Regions from separate parts of the Mus musculus genome. Here regions 2, 3, 4 and 5 are each linked to region 1. Evidence: chromatin contacts called from public Hi-C, HiChIP or PLAC-seq and promoter capture Hi-C data. All regions are on one chromosome and are shown on one strand. Each heading gives the region's core, a stretch centred on a gene start, on an enhancer-like site or on the middle of the called end of the contact. The rest is flanking DNA. Distances are from core to core; before and after follow the strand shown.

What was found. Promoter capture Hi-C pulls out the DNA fragments that hold promoters and counts their contacts. A called contact is a pair of places that touch in the nucleus more often than the background predicts. HiChIP or PLAC-seq counts read pairs in DNA pulled down with a chosen protein or histone mark.
Region 2: a contact with region 1 is called in a promoter capture Hi-C map of the HPC-7 cell line, with 2.1 times the contacts expected there. The contact joins the enhancer-like site here to the promoter of Tmem9 in region 1. A contact is called at or near these places in 2 of 39 promoter capture datasets (3T3-L1-derived adipocytes and the HPC-7 cell line), 4 of 484 Hi-C or Micro-C datasets (the HPC-7 cell line, cortical neurons, nephron progenitors and 1 more), 2 of 115 datasets of contacts at active chromatin or transcription factors (double positive thymocytes and embryonic stem cells) and 3 of 9 other capture datasets (adipose tissue, embryonic stem cells and liver).
Region 3: a Hi-C map of embryonic stem cells shows a contact between it and region 1, with 5 times the contacts expected there. The contact joins the promoter of Inava here to the promoter of Tmem9 in region 1. A contact is called at or near these places in 6 of 39 promoter capture datasets (cranial neural crest, embryonic stem cells, liver and 2 more), 1 of 484 Hi-C or Micro-C datasets (embryonic stem cells), 7 of 115 datasets of contacts at active chromatin or transcription factors (the 230-238 cell line, embryonic stem cells, extraembryonic endoderm stem cells and 3 more) and 2 of 9 other capture datasets (adipose tissue and liver).
Region 4: an H3K4me3 HiChIP or PLAC-seq map of embryonic limb bud shows a contact between it and region 1, with 2.1 times the contacts expected there. The contact joins the promoter of Tnni1 here to the promoter of Tmem9 in region 1. A contact is called at or near these places in 1 of 39 promoter capture datasets (the SN4741 cell line), 1 of 484 Hi-C or Micro-C datasets (nephron progenitors) and 1 of 115 datasets of contacts at active chromatin or transcription factors (embryonic limb bud).
Region 5: a promoter capture Hi-C map of embryonic stem cells shows a contact between it and region 1, with 2.5 times the contacts expected there. The contact joins the promoter of Lad1 here to the promoter of Tmem9 in region 1. A contact is called at or near these places in 1 of 39 promoter capture datasets (embryonic stem cells), 1 of 115 datasets of contacts at active chromatin or transcription factors (embryonic stem cells) and 1 of 9 other capture datasets (adipose tissue).

The regions. Positions count from the first base shown.
Region 1 is chr1:136,016,570-136,019,269 of GRCm38.p6, reverse strand. It overlaps Tmem9 (transmembrane protein 9), which reads right to left and starts at 1,269. Exons shown (of 6, transcript NM_025439.3): 1 at 1,208-1,269; 2 at 663-764. The coding sequence starts at 728. It also overlaps a transcript of Igfn1 not described here.
Region 2 is chr1:135,843,375-135,846,074 of GRCm38.p6, reverse strand. Tnnt2 (troponin T2, cardiac) reads right to left here. Exons shown (of 15, transcript NM_001130181.2): 4 at 431-520; 5 at 142-177. Among named protein-coding and RNA genes, the nearest start is that of Tnnt2, 8.4 kb to the right of the region's middle. Within about 2 kb of position 1,409, at least 33 of the 459 cell types and tissues checked have an H3K27ac peak or open chromatin away from gene starts, as enhancers often do. A contact at or near this core is called in the HPC-7 cell line, where this site is marked.
Region 3 is chr1:136,232,948-136,235,647 of GRCm38.p6, reverse strand. Inava (innate immunity activator) reads left to right here and starts at 1,368. Exons shown (of 10, transcript NM_028872.3): 1 at 1,368-1,745. The coding sequence starts at 1,543. It also overlaps the pseudogene Gm3878.
Region 4 is chr1:135,798,049-135,800,748 of GRCm38.p6, reverse strand. It overlaps Tnni1 (troponin I, skeletal, slow 1), which reads right to left and starts at 1,328. Exons shown (of 10, transcript NM_021467.5): 1 at 1,253-1,328; 2 at 729-776.
Region 5 is chr1:135,817,299-135,820,000 of GRCm38.p6, reverse strand. It overlaps Lad1 (ladinin), which reads right to left and starts at 1,403. Exons shown (of 10, transcript NM_133664.3): 1 at 985-1,403. The coding sequence starts at 1,022.

The DNA.
Region 1 (2,700 bases), core at 20-2,519:
AGATTCCCCTTCAATTCTGTCTTAACTCCTTAGGTTAGAAAGGGGAAAGGGATGAATAAAGAAAACTGGGACATTATCACGGGAAGACTCCCGTCAGGAATTCCTTGAAGAGCAAAGAAGCACGCAAGCCCTAATACTCAATGTTATTTCAGTGTCTCAGGGAGAGTCAGAATCGAAAGCGGACAGCCTAGAGCCGCGTACATCATCTAAACCTAGCTGCGGGTCTCCCACCCGGAAGGAATGAGAGCAGCCTCTGGAGTCCACAGTGCAGCTGGGTTAGCTTTGAAGCCAAAAAGCTCCCATCTGTGCATGCCTTTACACTCAGAGCATTTTACAACATTACATGATTTGACTATCAAATTGAGCAGGAGATTCGACCACAGCTGTTTTTACTTGGGGCAAAGGAAGATACAGAGAACTTGGGTAACTTTTCTTAAACTTTCTTGCTTGCGGAGAAGTCTACCTAGGGCTAGTTTGGTCCGGACCCTGTGCGGTAGGCTCTGAACCCCGTGCTCCCTACACCCTTAGGAAGGCCAGCAGCTTGTCCCAGGTAAGGTCCCCGCCCCCAAGTAGGGTTCTCGGGTGGGGGAGGGGTCAGGGTGGCGTTTCGGCTACCTCGGCGGCAGCCCAGGAACAAGGTGCCGCTGGCCCACTTCCCTCACCTTGTTGGCTTGAGCTGGGGGCACCAGCAAGCACCCCACCACAGCCACCAAACACAGCAGCTTCATGCTTATCGGGCTTGCTGAGCCAGCAAGACTAGATGCCTGGGGGGATAAAAAGAAACATGGAGTCGGAAAAAGGGATAGTGGTCACAACAGAGGCAGCACCCTCGGCCCCTTTTCAGCTTTGCCAGACGAGGGAAGAGGGCTGAGTTCCAGGATTCCTGGCCTTCTAAACCTTTCCCTCTCCTCACCAAGCCCAGCTCTCAAAAGCTATCTGTGCACTAGCAGAGGGAGTTTTCTGAGGTTACAGCCGCCCGGAGCCCCCAGATCCTGTCACCAGGCCGCGTTCCGACCCTCACCTCTCCTCCCACCGCCCTCCGCCATCTCTGCCTCCACCGCCCTGGTGGCGCCGCTCAGGCCCAACCAGAAGCCCCGATTCCGACCGCCAAGAGTACTGCACACCCTGCCTAAGGATTTGGGGTGGCTGTGAACCCCCAGTGTCCCTGCGACCCCCGTACCCCTCCCCCAATGCCGAGTCTACCAACCTGCAAGCTCAGCCGCAGCCGCCACTGATCAGCAGGCTCCACCCCTTCAGCATCTATTGGCTGCTACAGTCGCCGCTCAGCCCAACCTCGCTAGTTGCCAAGACAACAAGACCCACCTTCTCTTGGTCCCGGAGGCTTACAATCTAGGGAGAGGCACGCATTTCTCTACCAGGATTTAGCAAGAAAAGGGAATGTCTGCCTTTCCTACTGAAAACTGAAGCTCTAGCCCTGTGGGTCCGTTCAACTCCTCCTAGAGTGCTTTGTTTGTCCTCGCCTTATACTATCTTACTGTTTCAGAGAAAGCATTTTAGAAATGAAACTAGTAATGATTTTAGAACAAGATCAAGGACCATTGTGCTTATTCATAGTCTGAAAATATTATTATAGAGACACATTTTTGTTTTGTTTTGTTTTGTTTTTTAACAAGGAACTCAAGGGCCCAGGCTCTATTCCTACACACAAAGACATATGCCAAAGAGGGCAAGACAGGATTAGTAATAGGCGTGGGCTGGAGGGAGCTGTGCCTCCTTAGCCTGCACTGGTTCTGAAGGCCTGGCAAATTGAAACAAGGTGTACTAGGCCAGTCTGGGACTAGGAGGAGGTTACAGGCTGCAGAGGGACAGATGTGAACTTCTTAGCAGCAGTGAAGGAAACTGGAGTCACCTGAGTCCAGGGGCCACTGCAGTGAGGACACTTGAGCTTTGGCCTCAAGTGCATCGAACTAAGCTCCTGTGTTACCCTAGAAAACATGCATTCCCTCTCTGGGTACCAGTTTCCTTAGCTAAGGGTCCCTACAGCTTTGATGGGTTGGGGCTCCTGGAAAGAAGAATAGTCATATGGCCAGAATGAAATTTAGTATAGAAAGTCATGTGTCACAAAAGAGTTTTCCTCCTTAGACATATTATCTGAGCACTATTTGTGGTGGGTACTATATAAGACACTGAAGCTGCCTGGGGGAGGGGGAGGCTAGCCTTGTCTCTGTTCTCTTTTTTTGTTGTTGTTTTTAAGATTTATTTATATTTTATGTATATGAGTACACTGTAGTTGTCTTCAGACACACCAGAAGAGGGTGTCAGATCACATTGCAGATGGTTGTGATCCACCATATGGTTGCTGAGAATTGAACTCAGGACCTTTGGAAGAGCAGTCAGTACACGTAACCACTAAGCCATCTCTTCAGCCCCATCTCTGCTCTTGTATAACTTGATATTTATTACAAAAACAAAAACCAAAAAACAATGGTTGTTTTAGTCAGGGTTCTCTAGAGTCACAGAACTTATGGGTAGTCTCTATATACTAAGCAAATTTGTTGATGACTTACAGTCTGTAGTCCAACTGCCCAACAGTGGTCAGCAGCAGTTGTGAATGGAAGCCCAAGGATCTAGCAGTTTCTCAGTTCCACAAGGCAAGCAGAAGAAGAGAGAATCTTCCTTCTTCCAATGTTCTTATGTAAGTCTCCAGGAGAAGGTGTGTGGCCCACATAAAGGTGTGTA
Region 2 (2,700 bases), core at 160-2,659, 170 kb after region 1:
CCCACCCTCCCAAGCCCAGCAAGTACCACCAAATTCTGGCTTCCAACCCTTTCCTGTACACCCTCTGGTTACACAGGAATCCCTGGACACAGTCTCACCCAAGGCTACTATGAGGAGTTCTCTTGTGCCAGCATCACTTACCTTCAGCATCTTTGGCTTCTTCATCAGGACCAACCTCTAAACAAAACATGATCAATCAACAGAGGTCCTGTTCCAACTCAGATTCCCCCAAGAGCATTCCCCATGGTCAGGCAGGATATTCTGCTGGTTTGTAGGGTCAACCACAAACGAAGCTCTGTATTGACAATCATCACCCAGAAAGCAGACTGCTGCATCCCCCGAGCCCAGACAGGGACACAAGCTAGCAAGCACCTGTTGGACGACTTAAGACACCACCCCTAGCCCCTCATCCCCTCACCCTGGGCTGTACCTTCTACGTTGGCCTCCTCTGTCTCAGCCTCACCCTCAGGCTCAGGTTCAGCCCCACCAGCCTCCTCCTCCTCCACTGCCTCCTCTTGCTCTGGAGAGGTAAAAAAGACACCATGACCAACTGACCCTCTCTCTTAACGTGCAGAAAGCACCCCCAGAACAGAGATCACATCGGGAGGGTAGAACAGAGCCAGTAACATCCAGGCTCACATGATATAGGAGCCACAGACCCAAATGACAGAGGAATGCTGTTTGGCTCCTGGTTCAAACTGGAGCACAAAGCCACGCCCAGCCCAGGACTACTTCTGCAAGCAAAGATTCCTATAACCTCACCCACTCATCTACACTCTCATCCATGCCTCAACCGCCCCCCAAGTAAGTCAGTGCCCCAGAGTTCCCTGTCTGCTCCTTTGCAGGTAAAGTGAAATCCAACAGAAGGGTCCCATCTGACTGGTAAGTACCCCTAAATTTGGCTCCCTGAGAGTTTGGAAATCTGAGCTGGGTCTTCCCTAGTGTAGAAACACATTATATACATAGATAAAATATAATGGTGTGGCGGTGGGAAACACCAGTGACAGGACATCAAGACTCACTGCTGGGGACTAGTTGGGGTGAAGTTCTGTCTAGCCTCTTTCTGTCCAGTTTAGCACTAGCTTCCCCCATGACCTTCCTGGGGACAGAAATCCATCGTCTTCCCCAACTGTTCACCCCAGAGGTGCTGGCACCACAGGACAGGTCCTGACTAAACTGAGGTGCTAGGGAAAGTCTGTTGTGAATCCAGTGTCTCTTCAAGTCCTTCTTCCAAACCCAACAGAGGTTGTGCGGGCGGATGAAAGGTCCAATAGTTAGAGAGATGTGCTACCCAGAAGGTTGCCAGCAGTTTCTATTTTCATCGTTTGCTTGACAGGATGTGGATGGACCCCGCCTCTCCCAACATTCTGAAGGGACAGACAGATTAGGGAGACAGGATGCCATCCAGACCATGACTCAGCTTGGCGGAAGTGCTTGTAACATTCAGTGATTGATAGACTGACAAGTGGTGGCCCCTTGGCAGAGGGAGAAGAAACACCTCAGGACAGAAAGAACCATCAGAGGAGAGAGGGCCTCCACCCCCACTGCCTCATCGTCTCTGCCCTCCTTTCTTAGGACTGGGTCCCCACTGAAGTCCTGGGGTGCCTCTTCTTTCAACCCTCCAGGAGGTTTGTCAGGTAGCATAAGAGTAGAGGAAGGTGGCCAGCTATGGGGTCCACCCTGAGGCCACCTCTTCTCCCATTCACCCTAAGTTTCATTTTCCTGTGCCACGTGCCATGGGCCCAGTGGTCATTTAGAAGCCCAAGGAACAGGTCACACTTAGGCCTCCCTGGACATCACTGTAGGAAAGCCAGTCCTAAAATTAAGCCCCATTCTGTCTCCCCTCGCCTCCTGTTACCCCCAAGAAGCAAGTCCACCTTCACCCCACCTCTCAGCAGAACACATCTGAAAGCTGACATCATGTCCTTTCTGCTCTGGCTATTTCTGGCCTTTTCTGTCCCCAGAGCCCAACCTTGCCTTAGGCAAAACAGGGAAGGTCCCCACATGAACACTGACATGAGCAGTGGAGCAGCTGGGGTTTGTTCCTATCACAGGAATCCTTCTGTGACCATATGTGGAGCAGGTGGGAAGACAGGATAGCCCAGATCCTTCCCACTTCCCTCCCAGAAGGAAAAGAGGGAATGGGGGAGGGGTCCTAGGGTCCTGGCCCTCTGAAGTTGTTGGTCTCCCTAGCCTAAGCCCAGAGCCCAGGAGGAGCAAGAAAGCAGGGACAGGCACAGGATAGGGAACGCTGTACTACCGTCCTCCTCTTCTTCACTCCAGTCTTCCTCTTCCGGGTGCAGGAGGTGGCGGTGGCGACAGCAAAGGGAGCAAGCAGAACAGGTTAGTGTGCGGTGCAAAGCCTGGCAGCAGCGCAGACCACAACCAGCTCAGAGTTAGGCCTGAACTCTGATTCACAAGTCAACATTCAAGCAATATGGCAGCCTCACTCCTCGTGACATGCCTGAGCCTCAAGGACCATTGCCTGCCAACCACTACTGAGGATGGAGCAGCTTAGCATGCCTAGCAACTGAAAGCATTGAGAGAGAAGCGCCCCAGCTACAGGCCCTGGCTTCTCGCTCACTGAAATGGTAGACCCCAGTAGCAGGGAGAATAGGAAAAGATTTGACTCCCCCTCCAAGTACCCCACATTCCTGCTCTGAATGAGTTTTTGGACTGTCCCACAGAACATCTACCAAA
Region 3 (2,700 bases), core at 119-2,618, 220 kb before region 1:
AATAGCTTCTAGTGGTCCGTATGGACAGGTACTAAGAAGAAGGTATTTGCTAGATCAATAGCTGCATACCAGGTACCAGAAAATATCTGAATTTGCTCAAGCAAGTACACTGTCTGGTACAGCCGCTGCAGTTGGAGTTGCTAACTGATTTGGTTTCCAATAGTCAACTGTCATTCTCCACAGCCCATCTGTCTTATGCACTGGCCAGATGGGAGAATTAATGGGAGATGCAGTGGGAGCCACCACCCCTGCCTCTTTCAAGTCCTTGATGGTGGCACTGATTTCTAGAGTTCCTCCAGAGATACGATACTGTTTTTGATTCACTATTTTCTTAGGCAGAGGCAACTCTAAAGGCTTCCATTTCAGCTTTTCAAATCATAACAGCCCTCACTCCACAGGTCAGGGAACCCATGTGAGAATTTTGCCAACTTCTAAGTATTGTGTATCTATCCCAATTATACATTTCTGGAACTGGGGAAATGACCACAGGATGAGTTTGGGGACCTACTGTGAGTTGGACATCAGCCAAATCTTCATTAATCACCTGTCCTCCATAAGCCCCTACTTTAACTGGAGGGCCACAGTGTTTCTTGGGATCAGTGTCAATTCAGAACCAGTATACAATAGACTCAGAAAAGTCTGATTGTTCTTTCTTCCAGTGCACAAGTTACTCTTGTAACTGTCTTGTAACTTCCCCTCCCCACCTCTATCTTAAATCCCCTACAGCTCGTAGGTCCTGCTGTGTTCCCTTGCCAAGATGTCTTGTACATCCTGCCTGTCAAAGGTTCCTCTTTAGAGAGCACACTCCTCTGGCCAGGCTTTGGGGACCCTCAGCCTGGTTCAACCTCCACTATCCGTTGGTTTTTGGTCTTCAAACGTATACCAGCTTGATCTGGACTTAAGAACCCTCCTAGTAAAGGAGTCTGAACTTTGAACTGCCATGCTTGGCCCTGGCAAGGACAGTACCAATGTAAACAGAACCAACGGAAAAAGGGGAAAGCGCGAGTTTGAATGAATGGATGGTTTCGTGGGCTCGTCGCAAGCAGCAGGAGGCGCTGCCCAGGAGTGTGTGCCTTGCCGCCAAAGCCGGAGTTCTGCCCGCTGCCCCCAAAAGGGACAGGGCTGGGAACTACGGAGGGGAGGCGACCAGGGTTCGATCGCGCCGCAGTCCCGGCCGCCAGAAAGGATAGGCGAGGAGGGGGAGGGGCGTGCCGTCTCCTTTCATTCTTCCACGCTTGGGTCTCCGGAATGAAAACTGCCCCCAGCCGGGCCAGAGAGAGGGGATGAAAGGCGGCCCCTAGGACCTCTAGTCGAGCCTCGCCCCGCCCAGATTTCAGAAACCGGCCTTGTAGGGGGTGTCACACCACGAGGCTGCGTGAATGCGGGAGACAGGGAGCAGCGTCGCCCCTCGCGCTGTTGCTGCCGCAGGATGCACACTTGGGCTGGCATTGCCCCAACCCAACGTGAGGCCCCGCCCCGTCTCTGGGTTCAGAATCTCGAATCCCTTCTAGCATCTTCCCCTCTCTTCACTGGGCCTTTGGTATGCCCCAGGGGACAGATGTCTTGGGATCTTTAACATTTGGGATGCTGCAAATGCCGAAGTTAAATGAAATACCTCCGGGGAGGGGAGGCCCGGGGGAGCCTTGGGGAGAGGGAAGATGGGCGGGACCAACAGGTCCTGAAGCTGCGCGACCGGCGCGGGGGGCGCGGGGGCAGGCGCGAGGCGCCAGAGCTCGGTGGGACAGGTAAGGCGGAAACTTAGTGAACGGAGCGCGGGAGAACTGGGGGGGGGGGGGGGGGGAAATCGAGCTCCTGAACCTCGGTCTTCATCCTCTGCAGAGGCAGTCTTGCAGGGAAAGGGGGTAATTTTACCAAGGGGTCGAGCATTCCCGAATTTCTACCCCAAAGCTGTTTCCAACGGCCAACCTTTCTCCTTCGACTCACTCCCCCGGCCGGTGGCTCTCCTGGCCAGGTTCCGAGAAGGCAGAAAGCAGGCAAACAAAAGGAGCCGGAGTCCCAGGCCGGCCTAGAAGGAGAGGGCGCGGTGGGGGAGGGGCTGGGGGGGACAGGACAAAGGGGCTTTTTACAGAGAGCCTTAGAGGTTTGATTTCAGGGTGCATCTTCTGTTACCCCTAGTTCTCCACCCTGGCTTAGTTGAGGTGAATACCTTTCCTAGTGGCCAGAGAGGAGTGGAGAAAGAAAACAGATATTCTTCCACCCCTCCTGCCCAGAGAGTCCCCGACTATTTCCCGAGCTCCGCGGCTGGTCATTGATTTGTTAATGCACTAAGTAATTGTGGGAATGCTGGTGGTTGTGCTTTGCTGGGTGCTGTTGGGGTGATGTGGTCAGGTTGAAGGACTTGGTTTTAAAAACTTTGACTCCTAAAGTATCACAGAAACTTCGGGGGCAGCGGAGAGAGCGGAGTATGTTTGGTTACAGGTCTGTGAAAGAGTTTGGACACGAAAGGTTTTGAAGAGATGGCTGTCGTGGAAAGGGCTTGTCTTCCACCTAGATGGGATTCCGGTGCTAGAAAATCTCACTTCCTCGCCTGTCCTCGTAGCCAGTGGCTCTGGGACCTGGGATCAGGGAAAATGGGTGCTGAGTTCCAAGTTAGTTTTAAGCTTCCTCTGGAGAGTGCCCACCTATCCCTTGATGGTGTCTTCCGATAACATCCATCTTGGCAGGAGGACTGTTAGTTAG
Region 4 (2,700 bases), core at 79-2,578, 220 kb after region 1:
GGCAGTCCCCAACTGTCACACTGACAAATGCCAGGCCCAGGGGTCCCACATCAAGCACGAGGCCTGACCTGTGCTCTGACAACACCACCACCCCCCTCCCAGGCAGGACCCCTTGACAGGCTCTACGGAAGAGAAGCAGGGCCTGATTAGAAGCCAGGCTGTAGATAGCAGTGAGGCAGGAGGGCCGAATTCCATCTGTACTACAAGCAGATAACAGAAAACACAGAGCTGGAAGGAAGGAATCAGACTCAGACCTGACTCAAGGCTTGCCTTCCTGGCCCTGAGGCCCTTGGTGTGGAAAAGCTGCCAGCTTTCCACGCCACGCCTGCACGCTTAAGTGTGAGTGTGTAAGTCCTGTGTGAAACACAGCAGAAAGGAACTGACCTTCCTCATAAGAACATCATGCTCTACCCTTGCTCCCCACCTATGACCTTGGACCTTAGTTCAAGGGCACCCCCATCCTCCCAAACAGGGTGTTAACAAGCTGGACTTCCAAGCTTGTGACCAGGAAGTCCAACATTAGAAGCACTTAGAGTCCATGCCTTGGGGTAGGGGCTGCCTTTAACCTAATCCTCCTCCTACCACCACGCTGTCTAGATATCTTACTAGCTTATGTCCTCACAGGCTCTTGTGTTCCCACCCCAGACACTGCTGTCATCCACCTCCTGCCAACAGCTCCTACAACTCAGAGCCAGAAACAGTGGAGAGGCATGACGGTCTGTCTTTACCTGTTCGTGTCCTGTGCAGGTGAGACAGGTGAAGAGGGCTCAAAGTGCCTGTCAGAGAGAAAGGACAAAGAAACAAGATGGTCTCTTTGGTCAGCAGGGCCTCCGGACTGTCTCCTCAGAGTCCTGCATGCCAGCCATCTTCTTTTCCTGTTGCTGCAGGCCTTAACCACTGTCCTGTCTCCCCAGGCTTCTCCTAATTGTGATGCCTTGGCTCACTTGGTCCCCAGTGCCACCCCTCCCACCAGGAGCCCTGTCCTTCCTGCCACTGGCTGCAGTCCCTCATGAGAGCATCCTCCACTCTGCCCTGCTTTGAGCCCCTGAGGAACATGTTGGACAATTGTTTCCCTCAAGACCCAACACCCACAGCTGTTGGATGGGACAAAAGGCAAGGTTCGTACGGTAGTCTGCCACCAAACCTTCTTATCCAAATAAGAAACATCTCTGTCTCCCAAACTTCATTTCCTCTTTAAACAAAACCTCACCTCTCTACTCAGCCCTGCCCAGGTCCATGGTCAGACACTTACCTAGTTTAGTCCTCGTGGAGCTAGGCTGGCCTGAGCCTCACCACAGACTGCAGAGTGTGGGGGCAGAGCTGAGGGCAGGCTATGAAAACCGTGGCCTCCGGCAACTGGCCAGTAAAAATAGAACAGCCGCTGCCCCTCCAGCTGCCCCTCCTTCCCACCCCCTCCCACCCTGCACACCTCGCAGGGCAGATATGTGCTGCCGTGTAGACCACAGGCTTAGAGACCAGTGTGTGTGCATCAGGAGCACACACCAACCCTGCACACATGAGCCTTTGACTTGGGGGAAACAGCATTCACCTGGGAGAAGGCAGAGAGGGGAAGACTACACTGGCTGTGGAGCTGACCAGACACATGAACAGGAAGGGGTATGAAGGAGATCAGGGCATTGGGAGGCCTGAGAAACCATTAAAAGGACCAGGGAAGGAGCTGGCAGGCTGACACTTCCTCTGCAGCCAGGACATTGTAGACATGCTTCAAACCCCTCAAAAAACCAAAGACCTAAGTGTTTGTGTCTCTGGTGACAGTGAGACAGGAGGGTGCCTGCAGAGTTCTGGTGGCCCCAGAGCATGTTTCTGAGGTCCAGCTGAGTCCCAATAGCAGAAACACAACCTTTGTGTTCATGGAAGCCTGCAGATGGAGTAGACTTCCATCCACATCTTCAGATGGCCTTTAAGGAATCCCCATTGCCCAGGTTCTAAGTAGCATTCCACATTCCGTTTCTTGAACCCAGGGAGACTAAAAGTCTTTTCCCTGCTTAATCTTCATGTCAACCAGAGCCTGCCTGACTGCAGGGCCACACCTGTTTCCTGAGTATTTTTAGGGCTGTTGATGAACACATAATACCCACCCTATAGTCAGAGAAAGACAATGCCTGCTATGTTAATCCAGTGGCTATTATAGTCAGTCATCTTGTAGGCCAAGATCCCAGGTTAGGCAGGACAGGCAGAGGACTGACCCCCTCTGGGAGGTCAGAAGCAGGCTCTCAGAGGGAGGGTGTAGGTGGGCAAGTGTGAGCTAAGGAGGTGTATTTCCAGGGCCCATAAAGAAGAAAAATCCTGCCATGGGGACACTAATATTCTGCTGCCTGGCAGAGATGGCTCCAAGTCTGCTCTTCACAGGTCACATTCTCGAAGCCTGTAAGACTTCTCTTCTGAAAGTCATGGGTTCAAATCCCAGAAACCACATGGTGGCTCACAGCCACGCATAATGAGATCTGATGCCCTCTTCTGGTGCATCTGAAGACAGCTACAGTGTACTTACTTATAATAAATAAATAAATAAATAAATAAATAAATAAATAAATAAATAAATAAATAATTTTAAAGAAAAAATTTGAGGTGTATGTGTGTGCGCGCAGGTGTGTGTGTGTGTGTGTGTGTGTGTGTGTGTGTGTGTATGTGTGTGTGTGTGTGTGTGTTATCATGTGTGCAGTGTATATATAAGTGTGT
Region 5 (2,702 bases), core at 154-2,653, 200 kb after region 1:
TCAGTGTGAGAGATGCCTTGATAGGAGGTGGTACCCATACTGGGCTGCACCTGCAGTCGTAGCTCCGACCCCACAAAAGACCTGAAGACTGAAAGCCCACTTGAGAGAAGCCAAGAGGCCAATTTTACCCTGACTGGAACCTGAGGAATAGAAAGGACAGGGCTCTGGCCGGAGCCTCTGTTACCTTTAGGACAAAGGATGCCTTCCCAGTTAGGGACTCAGTGTGAGGAATTGGAAGAACGGATGCTCATTCCAACACTTCTGGAGAGGGAGGGGCAGCTCCAAGAGGAGCCACAAAGAGAGGGGCGGCCTCCTAGATACTGACCCCTCCTAGGCTTCTCTGACCCTGATAGGCTGTCCAGCAGGCAGAAATGGCAAAGATATTCTCTGACCCATTGAGATTCACAAACACAGATTGTAGCGCAGACAAGGATAACATCTTACCTCAAGTGGCATAGATACCACTCCAAATGTTGTGCTCAGAATTTGAGCCTCTCTTTGGGATGGGGTGGGGGTGCTACTTTCTCTGATTCTATTCACACACCCGGGTTCTGTTGACTCCATAAGGTGGGGCTAAAGGACACTTCCCAGATCCATTCTAAAACTCTTAACAGAGGCGCAGAGGCTGAGGGTCCGCTCAAGAATAAGTCTTGGGGTAACTCTTGAATTTTCCCAGCCCCCTAAAACGGTCCCTTGCCCTCACAGACAGTAGCACCCTGGGCTGTCCAGGCTGCGGAAAAGCCTTACCCTAAACGTACTGGTTAAGACCTAAGGGGACAGGAAGCTGAGAAGGAGCAAGGAGACCACCCGCTCTGTCACCTAGGGGGACCAGAGTTTGGTCTCAATTCTATCCCCACCGAAAAGCAACAAGACCAGTGTCTCACTTCGTCCGGAGAGCAGGCCTGTGTCTGGGAGAGGAGATCCGAAGGGGCACAGCTCCCACCCCCCAGCCTCGGGCCACCCGGCCCCTGTGGCTGCACTCACCTGGACAGCGCGGACCAGTCCTTTCTGCTGACCGACATGCTGCCGAGCCCCACGGCCGCCGCGTGCCGAGCTCCCTGCTCCGCCGCTCACCTGCGGCCCCTCCCCGCGCCAGGTAGGGTCACATGGCCGCTTATCTCAGCCCGGCTCGGCCCCGCGCCGCCGCGCTCCCATTCGCCGGCCGGAGGAGCGGCCTCTGAGGTGTGGGCGTCCCAGACAAAGCCGCGCTGATCACCGCTGGGGCGGGTCTCCCGCGCGGCCGCTCTGCGGGACGGTCGCACCGAGCTGCGGGCTGCACCCACGCCGGGGCTAGCGCGGGGCTGCTCTGCTGCCCCGGGCGAGGGCGGGAGACTTCCTGCTCAGAACCAGTTGGACCAGCTCGGCGCCGGCCCGCGTCTTCCCTGGGAGTCGCGGTCCAGAGTGCCAGGGAGTCGGGGAGGGGGTTGGGGGGAGGACGGAACCCAAAGATCGGGGTCAGGCTGAGCTCGCTGCCTGGAAATCGACTTAGCCGGCAGAAACCCAAGAGCTGGAAGGCAGGGAGAAAGGTTAGATCAGGTACCGTAGTCTTGGGTGTAGAGTGCCTGCAACGGTGAAGAAGTAAGGGGCTCCTAGAAAACACCCCGGGGGTCAGAAACTACCTGAAAGACTCGGCTTAGATAAGCAGACACTGCGTAAGAAAACCAGCCCCTCCTCAAAGGAGCTGAGACTCAAGCCCGCCAAAATAGAGTGGACACCGCTATGAAAAACCATATGCGCCAAAAGCACGGTCCTGTTCCTTGATACCCCACAGGTGTATAACTGTGTCGTAGGAAGAGGGTCCATAAGTAACTGAGATTAATACTGCAATAACCTGAGGCAACTCGGACACCACCCGTGGGAACCCGTGGGAACCCGTGGGCGAGCGCAGCACCAGCTGCTTTCCACTCGGGAACCTACCTCCTTACTGAATGTGTAAGGTCAGATACCTAGATGGGGAATTTTATTTTCCTTGAAAGATCAGAAATGGAATCAATAGCTGCTACTGGCACTGTTCAGAGAAGGCTGGGGTGCTGCCCAGCACACAGGATGGGATGTCAGAGTCTGGCCTGATTGCCTCTCGAGATCTACCTGCCTCTGCCTCCTGAAAGCTGAGGATGCTGGAATTAAAGGCAGGAGCCACCACTTCGAGCTGGAGGGGCCATTTTTGTAATCTACAAAGGAAACGAAGAAGGGGATGGGGGAGGAGTGTGTAATCAAAGGTGACACTGAACAGGAAGTGGGGTTAGCAAGAGCTTTGGGAAGCTGAACTGTGGGCCCAGAAGTGATTCACATACCTCTGCCCGATGTGAGAGGAACTGGGATTCAGGACAAGGATTCCAGAGTCAGGGATTCAGGTCAAGGGACAAGGATTCCAGAGGTCTTAGGGAGGAAGTTGACCAGAGACCAACAGAGGGTTTCTTGCCATTTGGACCTTATGATACTCCATTTGGGGACCTGTCTCCATATGGTCAAGCTGTCAACTGCATTCAACACCCATTTGAATTAAAGGTTTTAGAAAAAGCTGTCCAATAGTTCATTGGATGTTGGTGTGGGAGCTCGGAGAGACTTGGCACTGTGCGCCCCGTAGCCCATGGACAGGGGATGAGTGGGAAAGAGGAGGGAGGGAAGTTTCAATAACATGGAGTTGGAATCTGTGTCCATGTCCTGGCTTCCAAGCATTGAAAGGGAATCTCGCCTCAGAG